2 separate regions of the Cricetulus griseus genome follow, and region 1 is linked to region 2. Evidence: chromatin contacts called from public Hi-C data. All regions are on one chromosome and are shown on one strand. Each heading gives the region's core, a stretch centred on a gene start, on an enhancer-like site or on the middle of the called end of the contact. The rest is flanking DNA. Distances are from core to core; before and after follow the strand shown. Region 1 holds the start of Dcbld1 (discoidin, CUB and LCCL domain-containing protein 1). Region 2 holds the start of LOC100760022 (nephrocan).

Region 1 (5,419 bases), core at 1,412-3,911, 130 kb after region 2:
CCATCACAACAACCAAAGGCATTTTGGAAAGAATGTAAGAGCCGGAGGCTGGGGAAGGTCGATGTGAAATACGGTCTTCTGGACATGACCCGGGTGTTACATTCAGGAATATACAGCAGCTGTGGCCACCCTGCAGAAAACCTGCACTAGGGTGACACAGGAAACATCGTGTGACGGATAACATCGAGAGAGGCCCCATCACTAGCTGAGGAACTATTGGCAGGTGAGTTGCTGGGAAAAAGAAGTCATTTTTCTTCAGTAGGTGCTGGTAAATTATCCATCTCCAGGAAACCCCATGCCACGATTGTGAAATTAACTTTGAATCGGAGGCAATCCTCCTGCCTGTTTCCAAAGTGCCTCAGGTAGACAAGTACACCTCAACGCCTCTATAGTACTCATTTATTTTAAAATCCTAAATACAGAGGATGTTCCTCGATAACCCTGATGACAGCATCTTCTTCCATCAGTCAATGGCAACAAGGTCTAAAATTGGAAGCTCGATAAGAATCTGAACAATCATACTTGGCCCAGGTAAGCATTTTCATGTGGAGGACAAGCTTCCAGACAACTCACAAATGCCCAAAGTTAAAAGTGTCTTCTTACCACTGTAATCCTAGCTCTGGAAGATCAGGGTTCAGTCTAAACAGTGAGTTTACAAAAGACCCTGTCTCAAACAAACAAAAAGGAAGGAAAACAGAAAGAAATTAATGGGCTGCAGCAGTTAAGAGATCATATAGCTCTTGCAGAGGATCCAAGTTCAGTTCCTAGCACCCAGATCAGGTGGTCATAACTCCAGCCACAGGGGGATCCCTGGCCTCTGGCCTTGGAGGGTCCCTACATTCATATGCACATACCCACATTCATAGACATAATTTAAAACAAAGTAAAATTCTAAAAGAGTAAACAAAAGCCAAAACCAAAATATAGCAACCTACTGAGGGGGATAGTGGCTTGTGACTGTAATCCCAGGCCCAGGGAGGCATTAGAAGGATTGTCAAGAATGAATTCAAAAGTAGTCCGTGCTACACAATGGGTTTCAGGCCAGCCTGAGGTACAAAATAAAGCCTCGTCTCAAAACAGCAGATAATAATAACAATACACTGATTAGAAGTTTTAAAATTGGGGCTGCAGAGACTTCTTAGCGGTTATGAGGACACACTGCTCTCGAAGCAGAGCCAAGCTTGGTCCCCAGCGCCCACACCCAGGGGTTCACATCTGCCTCTAATTCCAGGTCCAAAAGATCAGCTGTCTTCATTGGCATCTGCACTCACATGCATCTATCCCAACACAGATACACAAGTACACACAATGAAAAATAAAACTTTAAAGAAAAAGCCCACATCAAATAAATGTAAAATGTTACATTTCCAAACATCAACTTGAGGAAGTGTTGCCAAGATTTAAAACATTCAGGGGATGGAATATAGCACAGTTGGTGAAAGACTGGTCTAGCACAGGGGTCCCCAGCACCGACAAAAAACCAAAATAGCACGTTTATAAAGCATTCATAAGATCTTATATATTGCAAATTTAGCACACATTGGGTTGTGCTGCAGTAACTAAAGAAAATAACTTTACATTTTTGTTTTGTGTTTGTAATACTATCAACGTGATGAATGTCTGGGTGAACGAATACATTTTTCAATGAAAAATTCCAGCGAAGGGTTTAGCTTCGATTCCTGTTTCACCAGAGAGCAAAGCGGGGGCGGCGATGGTGGGGTGGGGAGTGATGTCCAAGTATTCCGCATAAATTCGCTGCCATTAACTAACTCCCTAACTCCAGTTACAGAGGAGCAAAGGCAGGAGAGGAGAGAAACAAAAACTGAAAGAAAAAAGAAGGAAAAAAAAAAAAACGGCAGAAAGCTGGCCCTTCCTATCCAAGGAGAATTAACGCAGATTAACGAAGGAGAGCCACGTAGGGCTGGGAAACCAGGTTCCTACTTTAATCGGATGGACTGAGGGTAAATTCCGTGGCGCTGGAAGCCAAAGATCAGCTACCGAGGAAAAGCAGCCTGGGCCCCAGAATCGGCTCCTTCAAATACCCTTTTGGGTCCCGAGCCACACAAGGTTCCAACTCGGGTCGCCAGCCGGACACGCGTGAGGCTGTGGGGGGCCCGTCTGTAGCCTGCTCCTAGCCAGCCCCGCAGACGCACCCCCACTGCAGGCAGAGACCGGGAGCCGGCTGGGCGCATACCCGGAGCAGGCCACTCGCACCCGCCGCCAGGCTCGGGAAGTCTGGGAACTAAGTAGCCGGGCGGGGACACCGCGCAGGCGGCTGGGGAACAGGCGCCAAGCTGCCGCGCTCGTTGGTGGGGGGAAGGAAGGAGTTTCTGGGGAGCGATCCGGAATGCACTCGCTGACTTCAGCCCGTCCCCGGCCTGGCGGAGACCGCCTGCCCAGCCGCGGGCTCCCCGGAGGCCCATCGCCCTCCCAGAGCCCCGGGCCCCGCGGCCACTCACCCAGCTCCTCCGCCTGCAGCCGGAGCGGAGCGCACACCGCGAACAGCAGCGCCGCCAGGACGCCGGGTCGACCGGCTCCGGCCCCCATGGCCACGCCGGGCTTCAGACCCGCAAGATCGGCCTCGCAACCCGTGCCCGCGCCGCCGCCGCCCGCTTGGGGCAGCCTCCTCCGCGGCCCGGCGCGCGGCGCGGGCACCCAGCACCGATCCCTCGGTGCGGCCCCGCGCCCGCGAGAGGGCGTGTCTGCCCCGCCCCGCCCGCCCCCTCCTCGTGGTGGCCCGCGGAGCCACCCGCCTCCGCTCGAGGGAGAGCCCAGCTTCGATCCCCTTCCTCTCCCACCCGCCACCACCACCACCCCGCCCCGCGCCACCTGCCCCGATCCACGTGAACACGGAAATCCAAAGTCACCTGGCGCGCAGGCTTGCCTGGAGCCCCGCCGCTCAGACTCCGCCCCTCGGGCACTTTGTCAGCTCCGCTGGGCTTGGAGGTCCGCCAAGGCAATGGGGGGCACCCGAAATCGGGAGGGGTGGTGGCGGTAACCGGTAAAACGTTCATTCATAGTCTCTGTTCCTCAGTCTGTCTGTCTGTCTGTCTGTCTGTCTGTCTGTCTGTCTGTCTGTCTGTCTCTCCCCCTTCTTTCATTCTTTCCGTTGTTTAGCTCAGCTGTCCACTCCGCAGGGTGATTAAATCCACGCGGCATTCGAAGAGCTTCGAAATAATCGCCCAGGACAAATTGCAATCGGTGACGGAGGCTGTCCTTGGACCACATTTGGGGGAGATCTAGTTATATGGATGGTGAGAGGGCAACGGGGAGCAATGCTGTCTCCGCATGTGGAAGGCGGAGAACTGAGTTCGTGACCGGGTTGTTCAGAGGATTAAACCTCCAGTGTGGCCGGGGCTCGGCAGATAGGTGGGTGCCTGTCAGGAAGTGGGAACGGATGTGTAGAATAGAGCCCGTAAGAGATGCTTAAGCGACAGTGTCCTCAGAGTCCCGAAAGCTTCGTACCGAGCAATGACTGATCCACCTCTGTGAGGTGGTGGAAAAGTCTTGAGAGAGGCAGCACGGGCTGCTGAAGAGTTGGAGCTATTGCTGAGTTCAGTTGGGGTCCAGGCCGTGAAACTGGACACGAGAAAGGTAAATACTCCTTTTAATGACTGTCCCCTTTAGGTCCCCCTGACCTTCTTCTGCGGGGCCACAACCTTAGTACTACCTCGCGCACCACCTCGCGGCCTCTGGGAAGTATTACATTTAGAAGTGCAATGAGGGAGGCCGACTCCAGGCGGCAGAGGAACTTCAGACCCTCCAAGGCCACGTGATCTTTGAAATCCTCTCCATCCCCGCCTCCAACTCTATGCTGGCAGCTATGTATCAATTTTCGCCTTAAAAATAATTCTAATAATAATTTTGGGGGGATTGAGGTTTCTTGTTTGTATTGAGAAAGGTTTTCTAGTATCCCTAGCTGGTCTTGCGTTTGATAATTAGCAGAAGTTCGAGGAGGCTAACCTTGAACTTCTGGTCCTTCTGTCTCCACCTGTCTGAGTTAGGGGAATACAGCTCCACCCCATCCTGCCTGGCTTACACTTTAACTTTGGAGATTTAAAGTGAGATTTGGCAGTGGACTTTGCACTCTTCACTGTAACAACTTGGAAGAAAGAAGTCAAGCTTTCAAAGAGAAGCTTGAGCAGAGCGAGTCCAGGGCTAGCCTCTGACTGGGACCGATCCTTTTGCCTTCAGGGTTAACTCACCCGGTTGTCATAGAGAGGAAATAAATACGAATATAAGGATTCAGCATGTAAAGGAGGTACGTAAATAGTAGACTTATGTTCAAATCAAAAGTAAATATGCTTTCATGGAAATATTGACTATATTCACACACTCCATAACAAGTTACCTTGATAAGGAACCATGTACTAACTTCATCCCTCCCCTTTTCCTTTCCTTTTAAAAAATAATTGCCAGCCGGGCGGTGGTAGCACATGCCTTTAATCCCAGCACTCGGGAGGCAGAGGCAGGCCAATCTCTGAGTTCAAGGCCAACCTGGTCTACGAAACTACACAGAGAAACCCTGTCTCGAAAAACCTAAATAAATAAATGTCTTGTCTGAGGCAGGGTCTAACTATGTAGCCGTCTGGCCTGAAATTCACAGATACCCACCTGCCTCTATCTCTCGGGTTCTGAGATTAATTTTGACCACCACAGAAGGCTTTTATCGAACATTTTAAAACCATGTTTTCATTTGGTTTTTTTTTGTGTGTGAAGGTCCTCACATGTGTAGGTTAGAGGGCAGTTTGTGGGAGTTCCTTCCGGCTGGCCACAGTGTAGCACCCGGTGGATTGAACTCAGGTCCGCCAGACTTGAGAGCAGCTCCTTAATCTGCTGAGCCATCTCGTTGGCCACAGCTTTCCTTTTCTCTTCCGTTTACTTCTAAGAAAGTGAATTTAGACAGCCACTGGCTGGCTCTAACGGGTTTGGCTCTGTGAGCCGTGAATGAAGCAAGACAATGGGAAACATTGTTGACTGGTGAGGAATTCACGGAGCGCGTCAGGTGGACGCAGGTGACCTTTTCCATCTCTGTCAGTACTTTGATATGAATGGTTCTGTCTTTCTACACTGAAGTCCTCAGCAAGATAAAGGGAAAGGTTTAGGATCTGGCAGCAAGGAGGATTCAGAAAGACCAACTGGACCCACTGCCTTCTATCATACCATCCCTTTCTTGAATATGAAGGAAAACCTCAGGAGCCGGTCACAGTGGATAAAGGGGCTGCTGCCAGCTGCAGAACTACAGCTCAACTCCTGGAATCCACATGTTGGAAAGGGAGTGCCAACTCCCACAGCTAAGAAAAAACACGGTAGCCAAGCATGGGATATAGGCTCATGATCCCAACATTCTAGGCTAAGGCAGGACTTCACCGACAACCTGGCCTATAGAGTGAGAGCCTGTTTCAAAAAAGGCCGACAA
Region 2 (5,890 bases), core at 500-2,999:
TGTGCAGAATCTCTCACATAATAGTACTAAATTTAGTATTTTAAAAGAAATACAATTTATATTTGTGTGGTTTATCTAAAGAACATTATAATGAGAAATACATTTTTGTTGTTATAGTTGTATGTGTATACACCTGTGAAATATTGGCTAAAACAGTTTTTGGCACTGATCTGCCAATTTTTCACAGCAATGTGAAATGGAGTTCCCATTCTGTATCCTATTGTTACTATGAAAGAATAGTAAGAAAGACACCTATATTAAAATGTCTGCTTTGTGGCGTTACTAAAATGCTCAATCTGTCTACAATTCATTTATAAAAAAAATTATACCTACCACAGGTTTTTTTTAGAATCAAAGAAATAACTGACACATTCTTAGTAACATTCTTAATAACTGAAAGTTATTGTTGTTATAGTTTTAAGTATTTTCCCACTCTCACACAGTAATTTTTCATTTATTTCAAGTTCTTGGCCAAAAAAAAAAGTATCACTAGAGAAAATGGCCTGGAGCTTCCTCAATGTTCTTGCAAATTACTGCACATGAAAATATAACAAACCTGCATGGGAGGATAGGCAGGAGAGAGAGCTCAGTAAGAGCACTGGCTGTTCTTGCAGAAGGAGGATTTGGTTCCCAGCACTCACATGATCGCTAACAACGTCTGGAACTCCATTTCCAGAGGATCTGGTATTCTGTTCGGGATTTCGTGGGCACCATGCATGCATGTAGTATATAGAAGTATCATACAATCAGGCAAAGCACCCATATACATAAAATAAAATATAAGCAATTTTGTGAAAAGATGGGAAGTTTTATACTATTGTGTACTAAGGCCTTTTGAGGTGGTCTCTGCTTTCCGGTCAAAAGAAGGATCGCATAGGTTTAGCTTAGCTAAGTTTGCTGGAGCCAAAATACTTTATTACTTAATGCTACCCAGTCTTGCATTGGTACCCACAGTGCAAACTAAATCTGTTTCTTGATTCTTAATGGTATTACTTTGCTTAGAGGCACAGAAGGCTGTGCACTTTTTGATTGATGGTTGATTAGAAGGGTCTGTCCCAAGAACAGCTTACAAGATTCTGGACTCAGTCTCCAAATACTCCCGTAGGAGACACAGTGCCTACTCGAATTAGACAGGCTTCTCCTTTCCCTTCCAGACTGTCTACTCTTGGACTAGACAGAGGGGGAGGCGTGGAAGTGAAAGACATGGGAGGCAGAATGTAAAGAAAGCGCTTGCTAAATGCTCCCAAATGCGCATAACGCTGGAATTAAAAGTTGTGCGAGCCTCATTATCTCACATACTCAGTTTGAGTGAGGGTCGTTTTATTAGAAATTTTGTCCTCAGTGCCTCAATCGGGACGTGATTCAACGTTATGAATATGTAATATATGTAAATGACGCAGGAAGGAGGGCACTATACTAGTTTATAAGATAATCACAGCATCCCAAATAGCTGCTTTAGAAATACATGATCTGTGATACAGTAAGACGAGTGCCACGTGCCAAGTACTAACGCTTTCACTTTACCTTAATACTAAGCGAAGTCCATTTTGGAAACGAGGCTGCCAAATTAGGGAACACCACTGAGGTGGGGCAGCTAGCGTGTGAGAACCTGTAGGCCCTGAACCCAGGTTTGTCAACCACACAAGAAGAGGCCATTGCTCCAGCAAAACCCGGTCAGCAGCTTCCACTGACAGCTTCAGGCAGTTTCTAACTGGAATGCCCTGTCAGGTTTACCGAGAACAGCCAGTGTACCCAACCACCCGCCCACCCCGCCCTAAGCAAGCACAGGAAAGGAAAAGGGAAAACGTGGCTATTGCGCATGCTCACAAAGGCCCTCGGGGCTCCCACCCGAGCCCTTTGACGCCCCCGCAGCAACTTTCCCAGATGACTGTAGACCGGTTCCCGCCCACCGTGAAGCCAAACTGGCGGAGTCGCCAGTTCCCTCTGCGACTCGGAACCCTCCCTTTCCTCCGGCCTTTCCCACTCGCAAGCGCTCGCAGCATCCCTCCGCTTCTCAGGGTTTTGCCAGTCGTCAATATGGCCTCAGACGGACTCGTGGAGGCGGAGGCTTTTCATTGGCCGAGGTCTCACGAGGCCCCGCCCACTTCCTCCCTCGGGGCTGCGCTGGCTCTGGGCTCCGCTGCGCATGCGCGGAGGCGGGGGCGGGCCGGGATGCGGGCGGGTCTTCCGTGTGCCGCCGTCGCTGCTTCAGCCGTGCTGTCCCTGCGGCTCTGGAGCTGCCCTGCCGGCGTTGGCGGCGCGAGGGAAGGGAGGGGACCGGCGGAGCTTGAGTGCGCTCGCGAGGGGCGCCGCGGTGCCAGCAGTTCCCCTCGCGCGGGGCGGGCGGCCAGGGTGAGCAGCAGTCGGCGAGGCCCTGGACGGCGCCATGTCGGCGGGCGGCCCATGCCCGGCGGGAGCCGGCGGCGGCCCAGGAGGGGCCTCCTGCCCTGTGGGGGTCTCCCCTGGCGGGGTGTCCATGTTCCGGTGGCTGGAGGTGCTGGAGAAGGAGTTCGACAAGGCCTTCGTGGATGTGGATCTGCTCCTGGGGGAGATCGATCCGGACCAGGCGGACATCACTTATGAGGGGCGGCAGAAGATGACCAGCCTTAGCTCCTGCTTTGCGCAGCTTTGCCACAAAGCCCAGACTGTGTCCCAGATCAACCACAAGCTAGAGGTGAGCCTCGGGGGCTGGCAGTAATGGCATTCAACCCCAGGCTGTCCCAGGGCGTTAGATCCCATTTTACGCACCAGGAAAACGACCCTGTAAAACTGTCCACGGGGGCACCTCTCAGCTTCGAATGTGATCGAGAGTGCGTTTATACGTGTTTGAAGCAAAGGAATGAGGAGCGGGTGGGGGAGGACAAGGATGGAGACCGACACCTCCCAGCATCTCACTGAGGAGGGATCAGGAGCTAATCACACTATCTGCCCTGTGAGTGTTAAATTACAGACCAAACCAACATCCTCTGTCGGGGAATACTACCTCAGCCCTCCTTTGGACGTGTGAGTTTTGCAGATCTGCGTTGATAATGATAAGCTAGATTGATATATTTCCGGAGAGATGCAGCTCTGATTATTTTCATCGAATAGCCCAGATCAACGTCCGTGGCTGTACAGAGACATGCATGAACTTTAAGGGAAAGTTCTTAGGGAAATGTAATGGAATATATGTTACTACGGTCCTTCTCGGTTTACATTCACACTAAATCCTTAAATTACAGGCAAATACATCTTCAGAGCTCCCTGTCAATATTCAAGTAACTTCTAACATGGAAGGTGTATGTGTTTGTACTTTACAGTATTTCCCAAATGGTAGACATTTTAGAGTATGTAAAGACAATCTTTTGCTTTGGTCTCTAATCAAAGGGTGGGGGAGATTCCAAAACAAAAACTCCATACCTCCCATTTTGTGTGGGAAATTAAAGGAGGGCAGTATTGCAAGATTGAGTAATCATGGTGTATTAACAGTATGTGGAAAGCACTTTAGAAATAGACAATTTAAATAGAGAATGGGTCTTTCATTTTAAGGAGGATTAAAAAAAAAGTGAGATAGTCTGTGATGTGTGAAGTTCTTTGTGCCTTAGCTTTCTAAAGAGCTCCTCATTACTGCTAACTGTAACAGTGATAGTACCCATTGTGTCCAGATTAATGTGTATGCCAGATTGGTTTCCTGTCCTTTGCTTATTGGTCATCAGTCTTCCATATTAGTTAACCATGAAAAACATGGTGCCACTAATATTTGATAGCATCTATTTACATATTTAGGATTTCATGGTTTCTTTTTGAAAGGGTTGGGATGAAAGTGTTTATGTAAGTATTAAATATAGTTGGGCAGTGGTGGCCTGCCTTTAGTTCCAGAATTTGGGAGGCAGGAGCAAGTGGATCTCTGTGAATTCGAGGCCAGCCTGGTCTACAAGGCGAGTTCCAGGACAGCCAGAGCTGTTACACAGAGAAACCCTTCGTCTAAAAAAAGAAAAATCCAAACAAACAAAAAAGAAGTATTATGTGTAAATACGTGAAAATGTCTCTTGATTTTTTTAAATGAATGGTAATTTCTAGAAGCTGAGTTTCCAGGTAGTAGTAAAAGTGCATTTGATGGTTTTTAAAATAGTATTTTATCCAAGTGGTGGTGGCGCATGCCTTTAGTCCCAGCACTCGGGAGGCAGAGGCAGGCGGATCTCTGTGAGTTCAAGACCTGGTCTATAAGAGCTAGTTCCAGGACAGCCTCCAAAGCCACAGAGAAACCCTGTCTCAAAAAACTCAAAATAAATAAATAAATAAAATGAAAAAATAAAATAGTATTTTGCTTTAAAGATCAAAGACGAGTAGCTTTTATCACAAGAGAACTTACATACCATTGACATCTTTAGCCATTTCCTGGAGATAACGGGTTTTTAAAGAATAAAACAATTTCTAATGACCTAAGGAAGCTAAACAGTAATACTTTCTGATGTTAGCTATAAAATCTGACTTTGAAAAAAATAATTTTTCTATGAATAGTAGGTACTCAACTTCTTTAAAATTCTTAAATAATTTAAAGGAATATTTCTCTAATAGTGTGTGTGTGTGTGTGTGTGTGTGTGTGTGTGTGTGTGTGTGTGTGTGTGTAATAACTTATGCATGTTCTCCATTTTTCAGAAATTGTACATACATATTCTTAAGTCTAATGTCCCATCTTAGGAAGTAGCATTATTTCTTAAAATAAATGTTCAGGCTGGTGTGGTATCAAATGCCTTTAATCCCAGTACCTGGGAGGCAGAGGCAGGCAGGTCTATGTGAGTTCAAGCCCAGCCTGCTCTACAAAGCAAGTTCTAGGATAGCCTATGCTACATAGAGAAACCCTGTCTTGGAAAAGAGGGAGAGGGAGAGACAGGCTTGCATATTACAGTGTGAGTGTGTTTTTCAGGGGGTATGCAACTCTTGATTCAGAGATCTTAGAAAATGGTGATTTTTGTTGTTTATATATATTAGCAACTATACGTGATTCATGTGTTAATCTTTACACATAGACATCTTCTGTAGTTTACAAAGGATAGTTGTGTACTGCTATGAAAATACCTATGCCTAGCCACACCTTTCCAAGTATACCTAGTATACCATAGACAGAATTTCAGGGGATGCTCTATAAACTGTTGACAATCTACTGAGATTGAAATCTTGTAAGAGGCTTTGATGCTTTCTTACTCTGTTTTAATTATGTCCCTGTAAGCAAATGAACTAGTTCTTTTATCTATTCTGTATGGATGTTGAATATTTGAAGCTGCTTACTTACAAATGTACACCAAGTTTAGTGGTTTTAGAGATTAATATTAAACAATCTTATAGTAAATTGTTTTTATATTCTCAAGACACATATAACTCTAATGTGGGTAATTTATAATCTGAACCCCAGAACTTAGGTGGTGGAGGCAGTAGGATCAGAAGTTTAAGGCTAGCTTGGGTTACGTGAAACCCTGTCTGAAAAAAAAAAAAAAAATTGGTCTTCTGTATTCTTCCAAATTGCCACTTTTACCCACTCCTTGTGTTTTTAGGTAATAATAATACACTTCACATTAATCTAGTGGTTAGGAAAACAAATTTACTGAAAAAAAAACTATAAGTTCCCTTCTAAATTAATTATAAATGCCATCCACATAGCTTTTTGCCATAAGTTATATTTTGCAAAATATGTGTATAGTTGGTGATTGAAAAAAAAATTAGACTATTTGGAGGTGGTGCCATTTCAAATTAAATCTCTCAAACTGCCTACCTGCCTGAGAATTCCTCTGTGGTGGGCTGCTTGATTGAGGCCCAGCTGAGTCATCCAAGAGTATGATATCAGTAGCAATGGCAATAACAATAATAACAATATACCTACGCTGTGCATGGGGCCATTGTCTATAATCCCAGT

Evidence for each region. A called contact is a pair of places that touch in the nucleus more often than the background predicts.
Region 1: a Hi-C map of liver shows a contact between it and region 2, with 5 times the contacts expected there. The contact joins the promoter of Dcbld1 here to the promoter of LOC100760022 in region 2. A contact is called at or near these places in 2 of 8 Hi-C or Micro-C datasets (the CHO-K1 cell line and liver).

What each region holds. Positions count from the first base shown.
Region 1 is chr2:256,621,718-256,627,136 of CriGri-PICRH-1.0, forward strand. Dcbld1 (discoidin, CUB and LCCL domain-containing protein 1) reads right to left here and starts at 2,662. Exons shown (of 11, transcript XM_027402104.2): 1 at 2,460-2,662. The coding sequence starts at 2,547.
Region 2 is chr2:256,494,207-256,500,096 of CriGri-PICRH-1.0, forward strand. LOC100760022 (nephrocan) reads right to left here and starts at 1,750. Exons shown (of 3, transcript XM_027402101.2): 1 at 1,525-1,750. The coding sequence starts at 1,656. Gopc (Golgi-associated PDZ and coiled-coil motif-containing protein) reads left to right here and starts at 2,177. Exons shown (of 9, transcript XM_027402102.2): 1 at 2,177-2,674. The coding sequence starts at 2,387.